2 separate regions of the Sus scrofa genome follow, and region 1 is linked to region 2. Evidence: chromatin contacts called from public HiChIP or PLAC-seq data. All regions are on one chromosome and are shown on one strand. The core of a region is the stretch at or near the end of the contact, and the rest is flanking DNA. Distances in the headings are between cores, read along the strand shown.

Region 1 (5,731 bases), core at 350-2,849, 67 kb before region 2:
TTATGGTATTTGTACACACACACACACAGGAACAGAGTATGTATAGTTCATTATACTTACGATTTATAGTATAAATTTATAGTTTGCCTTGTGGTTTGAGCTTAGCCTTACAGAAGGGAATGGGTCAGCCCGAAACCATGCCTGCACACAGATTCGGATTCTGCTGGTCAAACCGCGGAATCTCTGGGAGCCTGACCTTGGCGGCCAAGTGCTCATTCACTCGCTGCCGCACAGAACGGCCGCCCCCAGGGCTGGCATGGCAGTCACACACCCGCCCGCCTCCGGGCCTCCGTGGCTGCCAGGCATTGCATGGCAGACACAACTGTTCCTCATTTGCCTCTCAAATTTCTCTTAACGAGCTGGCTGAATGTGTGAAAGTAAGGCTGATGCTTGATGAGGGAGCAAGGGGGTGGCGCTGGCCGGACCGCTCAGAAGGAAGCTTTCAGAGACCAACAAAGAAGCTTCTCTCCCAACACACCCCCTTCCATGAACCCTTGGGGCGGCAGCCACCAGAACCCCAGAAACTGCCTTTCTGAAGATTCTCAAAGCACGGGGCCTGCTGCTCAAAGGACAGGCCAGCTCTCGAAGCCTCAGTGATGGGATGAAGGGCGTGCAGGGGGCGGTACAGCATAGCAGTCACACAGACCGAGACGGCAGAGGCACAAATGACTCGTCCCTCGAGGCCTCAGCTTCTTAACCTACAAACTGGGGAGCAGTGCCTGCCCCTCAGGGTCCCCACTCCCACCCCCATGAATGAGACACTACTGCTGTGGTGGCAGGAGCTGTCACCTGCTGTCCTCCAGCAGAAAGGCACTGGTCCAAAGGCCAGCACAGGTCAGAGCATGTGAGGCGATGAAGAGAGCAAATGATTGGCTTCCAGCTGCTCCCACAGCGAGATGACACGGACACAGCAGACAGCTGGGCGCAGGGACACCCATGGAGCAGCCCACGTGGGCCTCTGGTCAACAGGTGCCTAAAGCACAGTCTGACACCACTGGGCAAAAATCACCCACTTCTCCAGCACTGTGACCAGGGAGTGAGCGCTCCCCCAGGCAGACTGCTTCCAGGCTCCAGGTGCTTGGGGACCTGGGTGAAACCCTCCTGTGACAAAGCTCAGACAATGGCACTCCTCTCAGAGAAGCTCATTGACCTGCAGGCTTTCCATCTGGCTGCAAGGTGACCAGAGAGCACTTCTGGCGCGTGGGTGAAGTCACACCACCACGCCGGGGGCTTTAAAACCCCAGTCTTCTGCTTCTAAGAAACAGACGAAAAGCAGCCCTCCTGAGAACCTCCCATCGTCCACAACCCACCCCACTCCGTTCGTCTTAAACGCTTGTGATGGTAACTCGTGCCGCACAGCTTCCCACGGCCCGACCGCCCACCACCACCCGGAGCTCCTACCTGCCACCCTGCCTCTTCAGAGCATCTTCCAACTGCGCGAAGTGGACCGGAATCGAAGTGGCCTAGCAGAAACGAAACTCGGGTTTGAAAGCCGAGGGGCAAGAACCCAAGGGTCACTGGAGCAGACCAGAGACGGAGTGTGCCTGTCAGCGCGGCACGGTTCAGCCACCAACAGAAAGAGGAGCAATGGGCAGTGTCCACGCAGGATTAGGAACCTGGAACTACTCGGCTAAATATAGCTCCCGGGCCTGCGGGGCCTGGGAAGGTGGCCGAGAACAAGCACGTGGCACACTTCCTGTTACTCACATCCTGCTTCTCCGATGCGCCCGACACACTGGATGGCCAGACCCAAGCCCCTACCTGGAAGCCCCCCGAGACAGGCTACTCACAACAGCTGGGACGTGCGTAGACAACGGACTTCCTCACACAGGATCACACGAAACACAAAAATAGACACCACCGCACAAACAAGCTCCCGGAGGTGCCTGGGGGAAAGCAGCTCAGGACGCAGGGCCAGACTCCCAGGCCCCCACCCTGTTCTCTGCCCCCCGAAGAAGAAGCAGGCACCGCTTTCCCTTCCGAGGCTGCACCTCACCTCGTCTCAGGGCAGCTTTGGGGGCTAAGAGGGGGTCCCCACCACTGTGACTCACCCACCCAGGGCCCAGGGTCCCCTCCGCCCTGCCCATCTCCCAACTCTCCTAGGACACCAGCCCTAGGGACCCCAGGACGGTCAGGCAGGGAGCAAAGCCAACTGGGTCGCAGGTCAAAATCACATGTAATCTATCAGAAGACGGGTTTTTCAAAAGGAACAAAAGGTTAACTAAAGCAAAAGTTATACCTAAAACTGAAATGTGACAAAGAGCGTTATTTATCTAGTGGGTATTTCAACAGAGCTTCATCAGCTTTGAAACGTGTTTGATGTGAGGGAAACCTTGGAGACGAGAGACTGCCCTGAGCAGAGGGCCCCTGGGCTGGGGTAGGGGGTGTCATCGCCTTGAAGAACCCCCAGGGGTAGGGGTGGTGCCCCAGATGGCAATTCCCCAACAGTAGGCAGGGAGACAAGAGACCAACAGGCAGAAGGCAGAATACAAACAAATGAAACCTAACATGCCTCTGAGAGCAGAACACTAGAAAGAGCCTAAATCTCCAAAAACTGGGGAATGGCGAAATACATAAATAATGACACGTTCACACAACAGAATACCATTTAGACAAGTTTAAAAAGGGTGATGAGAACGCATATTTATGCACAGAGGTGTTCATCATATAAATTTTAACAGCAGGCTACAAATTAGCATGCATAATTGATGCCACTTTTTGGAAAACTAAAGTAGAGGTACTGGTATTCACTGGAAAATCCCTAAAGTCTATGTCTCTATCAGGGTCTCAGCTGCAGCACTACTGACACTGTGAGCCCAGCAACTGTAGGGGCTGTGCCCACAGCACTGCAGGGAGCTGAGCAGCATCAGGGACACGCCAGGAGTGTGCCCTCAACCCCCACCCCCATCCAGCTGTCACAGCCCCAAATGTCTCCACTGCCCGAGGTCCTCCTGTGGGCAGACCTCACCTCCCCCCCTCCTTAACCGTCCCCATGTTTGAGAACCTCAGGTCTCTACAGCAGTTTTCGTGTCTGGGATCTCAGTGATAAGACTTCTGAGGGTTTTTTATTTGTTTTGGGTTATGTGTACTTAATTATTTATCAGGAACTGGTCATTTGTATTAAAAAGCAAATAAAAGAGCAGTCTCAGCATCAGTAAAGCATTACAGGTGTTTTTGCTGTAATGCAAAATTTGAGTTGCTGAAAATCCTCACATTCTACAAGTGAACAATAAAAATAGTAAGTCTCCTGGCAAAGGATGAGCTGGGGCAGACCGCTCACATCTTGGCAATGCTGCAGCCAAAGATTAACAAAACAGCAATCCTAGTGCCAACACCAGTGCTGCGCAGACTTTGAGAGTACATAAGGAAATACTACAGTAAACACTGCACTTTACCTTTCAAAAAAAATGAAGGCACTTCATGAATGGAGTCGCTTAGCTAAGTGCATACAGAATTAGGGTTCAAACACTTGAGCACAGACCCCAAGCCCAGGGCTATGCTCCCCCGTGGCTGGCCACATCCTGCTGCTTTCAGCTGGTGGGTGAGTGCACTTATTGTTCGAGAAACACGCCACAGCAGAAAGGACTGCACCTCCCTCCTGGCTACTGCACAGAAGGAACAATTAGCTCCAAGTCATTAGTTCAAACACCTAGAATTATTATCATCCCAGTGATAATAATAATTACCCAGCAAAGTACCCTGGTAACGGGTCTTGAAGGATGTGGGGATGAAAGAACTGGATGGGAGTGATTCAGCTGTCAAATCTGACAGCCGCCATGCTATCGTAATTGACCTGCTTCCCTCTGGCAGTATTTGATTATAAATCTGCATGTACCCAAGTGCATCTACAGTAACCTTACAGTTAACAGTTATCTAGGAGGGGAGAGAACTCATAACCAACTTCTCCAGCCCAAGGTCGGCCCACCATGCCCTGTTCTAATCATTGAAGGTCAAGGTGATTAAGCAGTCAGACTTCCCAGAGCAAAGCGGCCTGAGGTAAGTGCACCTGTATTTGCTGACTTGCCAGGTGTGTCCTCCTTGGGACAAAGTCTCATGCCCACCTTCACTGATGAGCTGGTCTCAGGCTGTTTATACGTTCAGTAAACTATGGACTAGTTACCAGGCGGCACGCCAGGAAACAAGCAAAATACCAAAAGGAAAAAACAAGGTTTACACAGAATTTATACATATATATTTAAAGGGTAGGACACATAAAGCCTTAGAAAACTGAAGGTGACATCTCATGCTTTTTTCTTTTCCTTCTGGTTTTCTGTATTTTCCAAAATACCTACAGTAAGAGGTATTTTTAAATTATCTATACTTGTTTTTTTCCTACAAAATCAGTGTCTGGAACAACAACCACCAGCAGCCTATACAACTAGCACTTCTCTTCTTCCTCACCAACTGCCCACGCTGTCCCAAAGGCCTCTAGATGCCTGGCTGAGCGGGCACACGTCCCCCAGCCCTGCACTGGGGACGCGGAGGGGATATGCCAGCCAGCACGCAGCAGGGGGCTTCCAGGAAAGCTCTCCCAGAGGGTGACACGGTGGCAGCCTCCCCTGCTGCCTGCTCCCTACCACGAGGGGACATTGAGATCCCGCCGGCTGTGGGCTCCATGCTGATAGGACTGCTGGCCCCGAGTCTTTTCAAGGAGATAAAATCAAACCTCCACCTTATTTAAGCCACTGTCACCTGGGTTTCCTTTTTTTTTTTTTTTTGTCTTTTTGTCTTTTCTAGGGCTGCACCCTCAGCATATGGGGGTTCCCAGGCTAGGGGTCGAATCGGAGCTGTAGCTGCCGGCCTACACCACAGCCACAGCAACGCGGGATCCAAGCAGCATCTGCGACCTATACCACAGCTCACGGCAACGCCGGATCCTTAACCCACTGAGCAAGGCCAGGGATCGAACCCACAACCTCATGGTTCCTAGTCGGATTCATTAACCACTGAGCCACGATGGGAACTCCCCACCTGGGTTTTCTTTAATGCTTCAAATCTAATCTGAACTGAGACACCACCCCATCACCACAGAGAAGGAAACTGAGGCCCAGAGACTGAGCCTTCTTCGTGCTCCAGGTAAAGAACGTGATTGACTCCGTTACAGAAGAACTGGCAACTCTCCACTCAAATGGCGGCGCACCGAGGCGCCTGCTGTAATAGACGACGGTAATAACACCACCGCAGATCCAGTCTGAGGACTCCGGTCCCGCCAGGCCAACCTCTCCCGGCCGCCTGGTCTTTGAATACAGTTTGACTGGAACACAGCCACACCTGCTCGTAACACCCAGTCTCTGGCTGCCGCATGTGGCCCTGGAGATCCAACAGCCAGCAAGGCCTAAAAGACCTGGCCCTTCAGAGCAGTGCGCTGCTAACCTCGGATATAAGTCACTCCACACCATCTTAGGGGGAACACAGAGAGACCTGCTGTCTGTAGATAAACAAGGACTTACTATACAGCACAAGGAACTTGTATTTAAAATCTTGTAATGACCAATAATGAAAGAGAATATATAGTACGCATAAACAAACCACCTTGCTGTACACCTGAAACGACCACCGCATTGTAAATTCACTTCAATTAAAAAATGAGTTTTAGGGAGTTCCCGTTGTGGGGCAGTGGTTAACAAATCCAACTAGGAACCATAAGGTTGTGGGTTCGATCCCCGGCCTCGCTCAGTGGGTTAAGGATCCGGCGTTGCCGTGAGCTGTGGTGTAGGTCGCAGATGCGGCT
Region 2 (5,124 bases), core at 2,616-5,115:
CAGCATATGGAAGTTCCCGGGCTCCCAGGCTAAGGGTGGAATCGGAGCTGCAGCTGCCGGCTTAGGCCACAACCAGGGCAACACTGGATCCAAACCACATCTTCAACCTATGCCACAGCTCACCTCATGGAAACACGGGGTCCTTAAGCCACTGAGCAAGGCCAGGGATCGAGCCCACATTCCCACTGAGCACAAGAGGAGCTCCTTACGCTGTTCTTTACTCAAATTTCAAAATACCTTAAAACGTGATAGTGAACTAACATACCAGTGTATTAGCTCCATTTTCTTTTTCCAGGCTAGCTCTGTGGTCCTATAGAATCACTACTGTGGGAGAGTTCCCGTCGTGGCGCAGTGGAAACGAACCTGACTAGGAACCATGAGGTTGCAGGTCCCATCCCTGGCCTTGCTCAGTGGATTAAGGATCCGGTGTTGCCGTGAGCTGTGGTGTAGGTCACAGACGCGGCTCACTCAGATCTGGAGTTACTGTGCCTGTGGCATAGGCGGGCAGCAACAGCTCTGATTAGACCCCTAGCCTGGGAACCTTCAGGTGCCGTGGGTGTGGCGCTAAAAAGACAAAAAAAAAAAAATCACTACTGTGTGCTACGGTAAGGAAATGAGATAAAGGAATGTGTTTGCTGGGAACAGTTAGAACCTGTGAAAATGTCAGACATACATGAAATGCTAAATAAACGACCATTTCTATCTACACACGTATGCTACAAGGCTTGGACAAAAGTTTTAAAAAGAACCTCACAAACTATAAAGACTTATTTAGCACTTGGTAAGCTTCTCTTTACACATGTTATCAAGGTCTTGTTTCTCAGAGTCTGGTCCATGGACCAGCAGCGGCAGCATCCCCTGGGAGCTGATAAATGCAGAATCTATTCAACCAGAATCTGCATTTTAACGAGATCCCCAGGGGATGTATCTGCACAAGAAAATTTGAGAAGCCCTGTCATAAGATACTTCCTTTTCTTTTCCCATTAAGACAGCTCTAGCTAGCCCTGGCCTAATATTTCAAAAGCTTGACATACATTCAGCTCTGGTCCTGGGCCAGCTTGTCCTCAGTTCCGTTCCCCACTCTTCCGCTCTGTTCCAAATTGCAGAGGGGCTGATCCCTGCAGGCGGGTTTCCCAAGCAGGAGGGGGCATGAGGTGCGTCTCCAGCAGCAGCTGTGACCTCTCGAGGCTCCAGCTGTGTCTCCCCGCCATGACCAAAATGGTTCTGGCCTCCACCAGGTCTGATCCGGTGCCGCCTCCCAGGGACCTCTGGCTCAGGGTGGCAGTGGTTTCCTGTTTGCTGCCTCATCGCAGAGTTGCCTCGCTGAGCACTGTTTGCATTCTCAAGTCGTCCTCACCTGCGCAACCACTACCCTACAGTGAACTCCCTGTGTTTCAAGTATTTACAATGGGTGGGTCCTTCTTTGAACTCCAAACGATACCTCGTACGTACCCTTGTGACTCTTGCTCCGGTGCACCTATTACCTATACCAGGGGAATTTGCTCCATGGCTCATCTGCTATAAAAGGGGAAGGGAGGGCGAGAGGGACTGGACTCTACTGCGCACATAGTAAACCGCATATCCCGTCAATCTCTAAACAAGCCAAAAGAAAAATCAGCCTTAAGCTATTTGTACAACAGATGTGACTGTATTCAGGAACTCAAGTCCTCGGGGTGTATTTTTAACACTCTACCCATCACTCCTCCTCAACCAGAACAGCTGGTACAGCAGCTATTGTTTTAAGAGGAGGAAAAAAAAAAAAAAAACGAAACAAAAACCTCCTAAAGAACAGAATTCTGGACAAACACTGGAATCTCTGAGAGGGCAAATCTTAGTAACAACTGCACATCACATGATCTACCCCATACTCAACACATACCAGGCCTGCCGACCAAGCAACAGGAGACAACAACTCCTATCAGTACCATCGGGGCTACTTAGAGATCTTTCTAAAAGCCACATCTGACCCAACACTCTCATGCTTTGTATAACCCTCTGTGGCTCCCTCTTGCCCAAGGCCAAAAACCCAACTCCAGGGCTCTTCTTTCAAAATCCAGCCAATCTACCTTTTCCTCAATCCAGCCTTTTCCTCATTCCTCTCAGCCTGACCTATGCACCTTCTGACCATTCCCAGGTGTGCCTAAACCTGCACATTCAACATCCAAACCTGTAGATATCACAGCGTCACCTACTCAACCTGACAAACTCATTCCCTCAAGATCCTGCCTTACAGGGGCTGACCTCCTCATTCCTGCCCCTGAGGGGAGCTGGACTCTTGGTCCTCCGGGATTCCACAGCACTTTCTAGATCATACCGTCAGGTGCACAGGTGCTCAGGCTGGGAAAGCCCTAAACGGAGAAACCGCCTTCCACCTCGGAATCCTGACCGTTGTTCGGCGCCAGACCCACAGTTACTAACTACCTGTGACACAGTTACCCCCTGAGCAAGTCACCTCACCTCTCCACCTCCAATTCCATAAGGAGATGACAGGTAACACCCCGCACAATGGCTTATCACCAGTGCAAAATGAGTTAGCCCATGTAAAGGGCTGTAAAATTAACCCAAGAAAAATGGCAGGCACAAAGGAGGCCTTAGAGACTTGCTATCATTGTAATTATTACCAGACAATGACTGTTCCGCCTGGAACAAAGGTGTTCAACACCCACGTGCTGAATAACTGGAGCGCTTCACAACAAATCTGTACCTAACTTAGGACCAAAGATTCTCCCACCCGAGGTATCAGAGGCTGCCCCAACATACAGCAAGCAACGGCTCCCACGGTAAAAGTACCGGCCGAACTCACTGGCCCTGGAGGAAAAGCGCACTGCAGCAGGAGGAGAAAGTCTGTGCCAGCTGGATCCGCCCGGGCTGCCCACAGACCCAGCCTGCCCTCAGCCACCTGTCCAACCACCTGCCTGCGGAAGCCGCGTGCTAACGGGGAGGGCTCACCCGCAGCAAAACCCCAGAGCAGTTTTCAACAGAAACCGCAATGGGAAAACAAAGGGTGCAACTTTACTCTTGCAGAAAGGAAATGCGTCTTTCTGCCGCTAATACTTCGCGTCTGGAGTTCTCCATGGAGAGAGAGGTGCCAAGCGGGTGCGCAGCCAGGGCCAGCCCCTTCTCCCCGCTTTCCCGAGGACGAGAGAGACCGTCACAGAACCGCATGCCTGCCTCTTCCCCGCACGAAAAGCCACCGGAGGGGAGGGGAGGGAAGGGAAGAGCCTCCACACCCGGGTCCAACTGAATGTCTCAAGGGACCACAGGTGAAGGCAGGGCACCCGGCGGGAAACAGCCCGATGGGACCTCCCAAATGTGCAGAACCCGGGTCGGGGAGCGCTCGCCGGCGGGGCGCAGCCAGGAGCCCCCATTCTGGGGCGCTCGGCCCCCCGCCTGCAGGCCTGTCCCCCCGGCCCTCGCGGCCCACCCAGCCGAGCGCCCAGTCCGCCCGGCCCCGCGCGGCGCCCACCTGCGCCCCGGCCCGGGGTCCCCGCCGCCGCCGCCCCGCCGGGGGGCGCGCTCAGCCCGGACGCCCGGCCCGTTACCCCGCGGAGCGCGCTCCGTCCCGGCAGCGGCCCCCGACGGGACCCTAGGCCGGGCCGGGCCGGGCCTGGGCGGCTGCTCCGGCCGGACTGCGGGCCTCACGGGGCTGCCGCGGCGTGAGGGGCGCGCGCCCGGGCCGCCGCCGCGAGCTCACCTTCTGGCGGATCTGGCCCGACGTGGACACCTTGCGGATGAGCTTCTGCGGGGAGCCGGGCTCCGCCTCGGGCTCGCTGTCGGACGACTCCTCGGGCGGCGGCGGCGGAGGCGGCTGCGGCGGACCCGGCGGAGGGGCGCCCGCCGCCGCCGCCATGCTGCCGGGCCAGCGCGCGCACAGCGGGCGGGGGCGGGGGCCAGGGCGGGGGCGGGGCCTGGAGGGGCGGGGCCGGGACAGCGGCCTCCCGCTCCGCCCCTCCGCGCCCCCTGCCGGCCGCGCGCGCGGCCGGAGTTGGCGCCGCGCCCGGGGCCCTTCGCTCCCTCCGGGGGCGGCGGGGCACCTGGTTTTAGCCTCTGTTGATTGTCTTCCTGGGACACAATTTGTGGTGGTGTTTTATTTCTGTGTTTATTTTTTTAATCTTTGATCTCCCCTTCAAGAATGTAAGTGACCCCCAGGCGGCCCGGGACCGTGTCTTTCTTGCCCTGCCTTGTGTCGCCAGCATCTAAACAGCATGCTGACATTTGGTAGTTAGTTGCACGATAAACAGTTCGGGAAGTGGATGAGTGCGTGAGCGCACGAAAGAAAGTACTTGGGACAGGCCTCCGGGATGCCGGAACAGACACGATTCCATCTGAGAAGGCTCCCTGGAGAAAAAGATGTTTAATGAGAGAAAATGCGAGCGGGAGTTATCCCTAACCAAGGAACCCTGTTCTAGGCCAAGAGACGAAGTCCCGGAGGCAAGAAAGAGCACGTCTTTAGAAAAAAGGGAAACTGTAGCCTAAAGGAAGGAAAATGCTTGAAGAGGTGAGCCTGGGGGCGGGCAGGTTAGCCTGGGCTTTGCAAAGCTGATAAGGGGTTTGGTCTTTTAGGCTGAGTCCTGAGAGCACCAGGAAGCCCTTGAGGGATCTTAATCCTGGGCGGGGCTGGGTCACAACGCTGAGGCCTGGGATCCGGGCTTTGAAGTAACCGGGGCAGGTGTCTGCCCTGGATTAATGGGAAGGGAAGCAAAGATAGAGAAGTGGGAAGGGGAGTAATGGCTAGCAGGAGGCCTTGGCAATTTGAGATAAGCCCCTCCTTCCCATCTAAGACAGCTGGACCGTGAGTGGGTGGAGCCCTGGCTGGGAGGAAGAGGGGTGCCCTTGGAGTTGAGATCAGCTGAGCCTCTGAGTCATCCAGGTGGAGAAAGGTTGGGTGCCAGCGCTGCCCATTAGCCACACGGGCTACTTCAATTTCAATTAATTAAGATTAAATTTTCAGTTCCTCGATCACACTTGCCACCGTTCAGCTGCTCAGTAGCTGCCTATGATTTAGCAGCTACCACACCGGACGGCACAAATAGAGACTATTTCCATTGCCGAGGAAAGTTCTGCAACTCAGGAGCATAGCAATGACGCCCATATCCTAACCACTGGGCACGTGCCAGACACTTG

What was found. HiChIP or PLAC-seq counts read pairs in DNA pulled down with a chosen protein or histone mark.
Region 1: an H3K27ac HiChIP or PLAC-seq map of skeletal muscle shows a contact between it and region 2. The contact joins the enhancer-like site here to the promoter of DGKD in region 2. A contact is called at or near these places in 1 of 5 promoter capture datasets (fetal liver), 7 of 47 Hi-C or Micro-C datasets (alveolar macrophages, brain, fetal skeletal muscle and 4 more) and 2 of 2 datasets of contacts at active chromatin or transcription factors (alveolar macrophages and skeletal muscle).

The regions. Positions count from the first base shown.
Region 1 is chr15:133,812,714-133,818,444 of Sscrofa11.1, reverse strand. The region is part of intron 3 of DGKD (diacylglycerol kinase delta); the gene reads right to left. Among named protein-coding and RNA genes, the nearest start is that of DGKD, 66 kb to the right of the region's middle. Within about 2 kb of position 1,599, at least 25 of the 83 cell types and tissues checked have an H3K27ac peak or open chromatin away from gene starts, as enhancers often do. A contact at or near this core is called in alveolar macrophages, fetal liver, fetal skeletal muscle and 3 more, where this site is marked.
Region 2 is chr15:133,748,090-133,753,213 of Sscrofa11.1, reverse strand. DGKD (diacylglycerol kinase delta) reads right to left here and starts at 3,865. Exons shown (of 30, transcript XM_021075023.1): 1 at 3,695-3,865. The coding sequence starts at 3,850.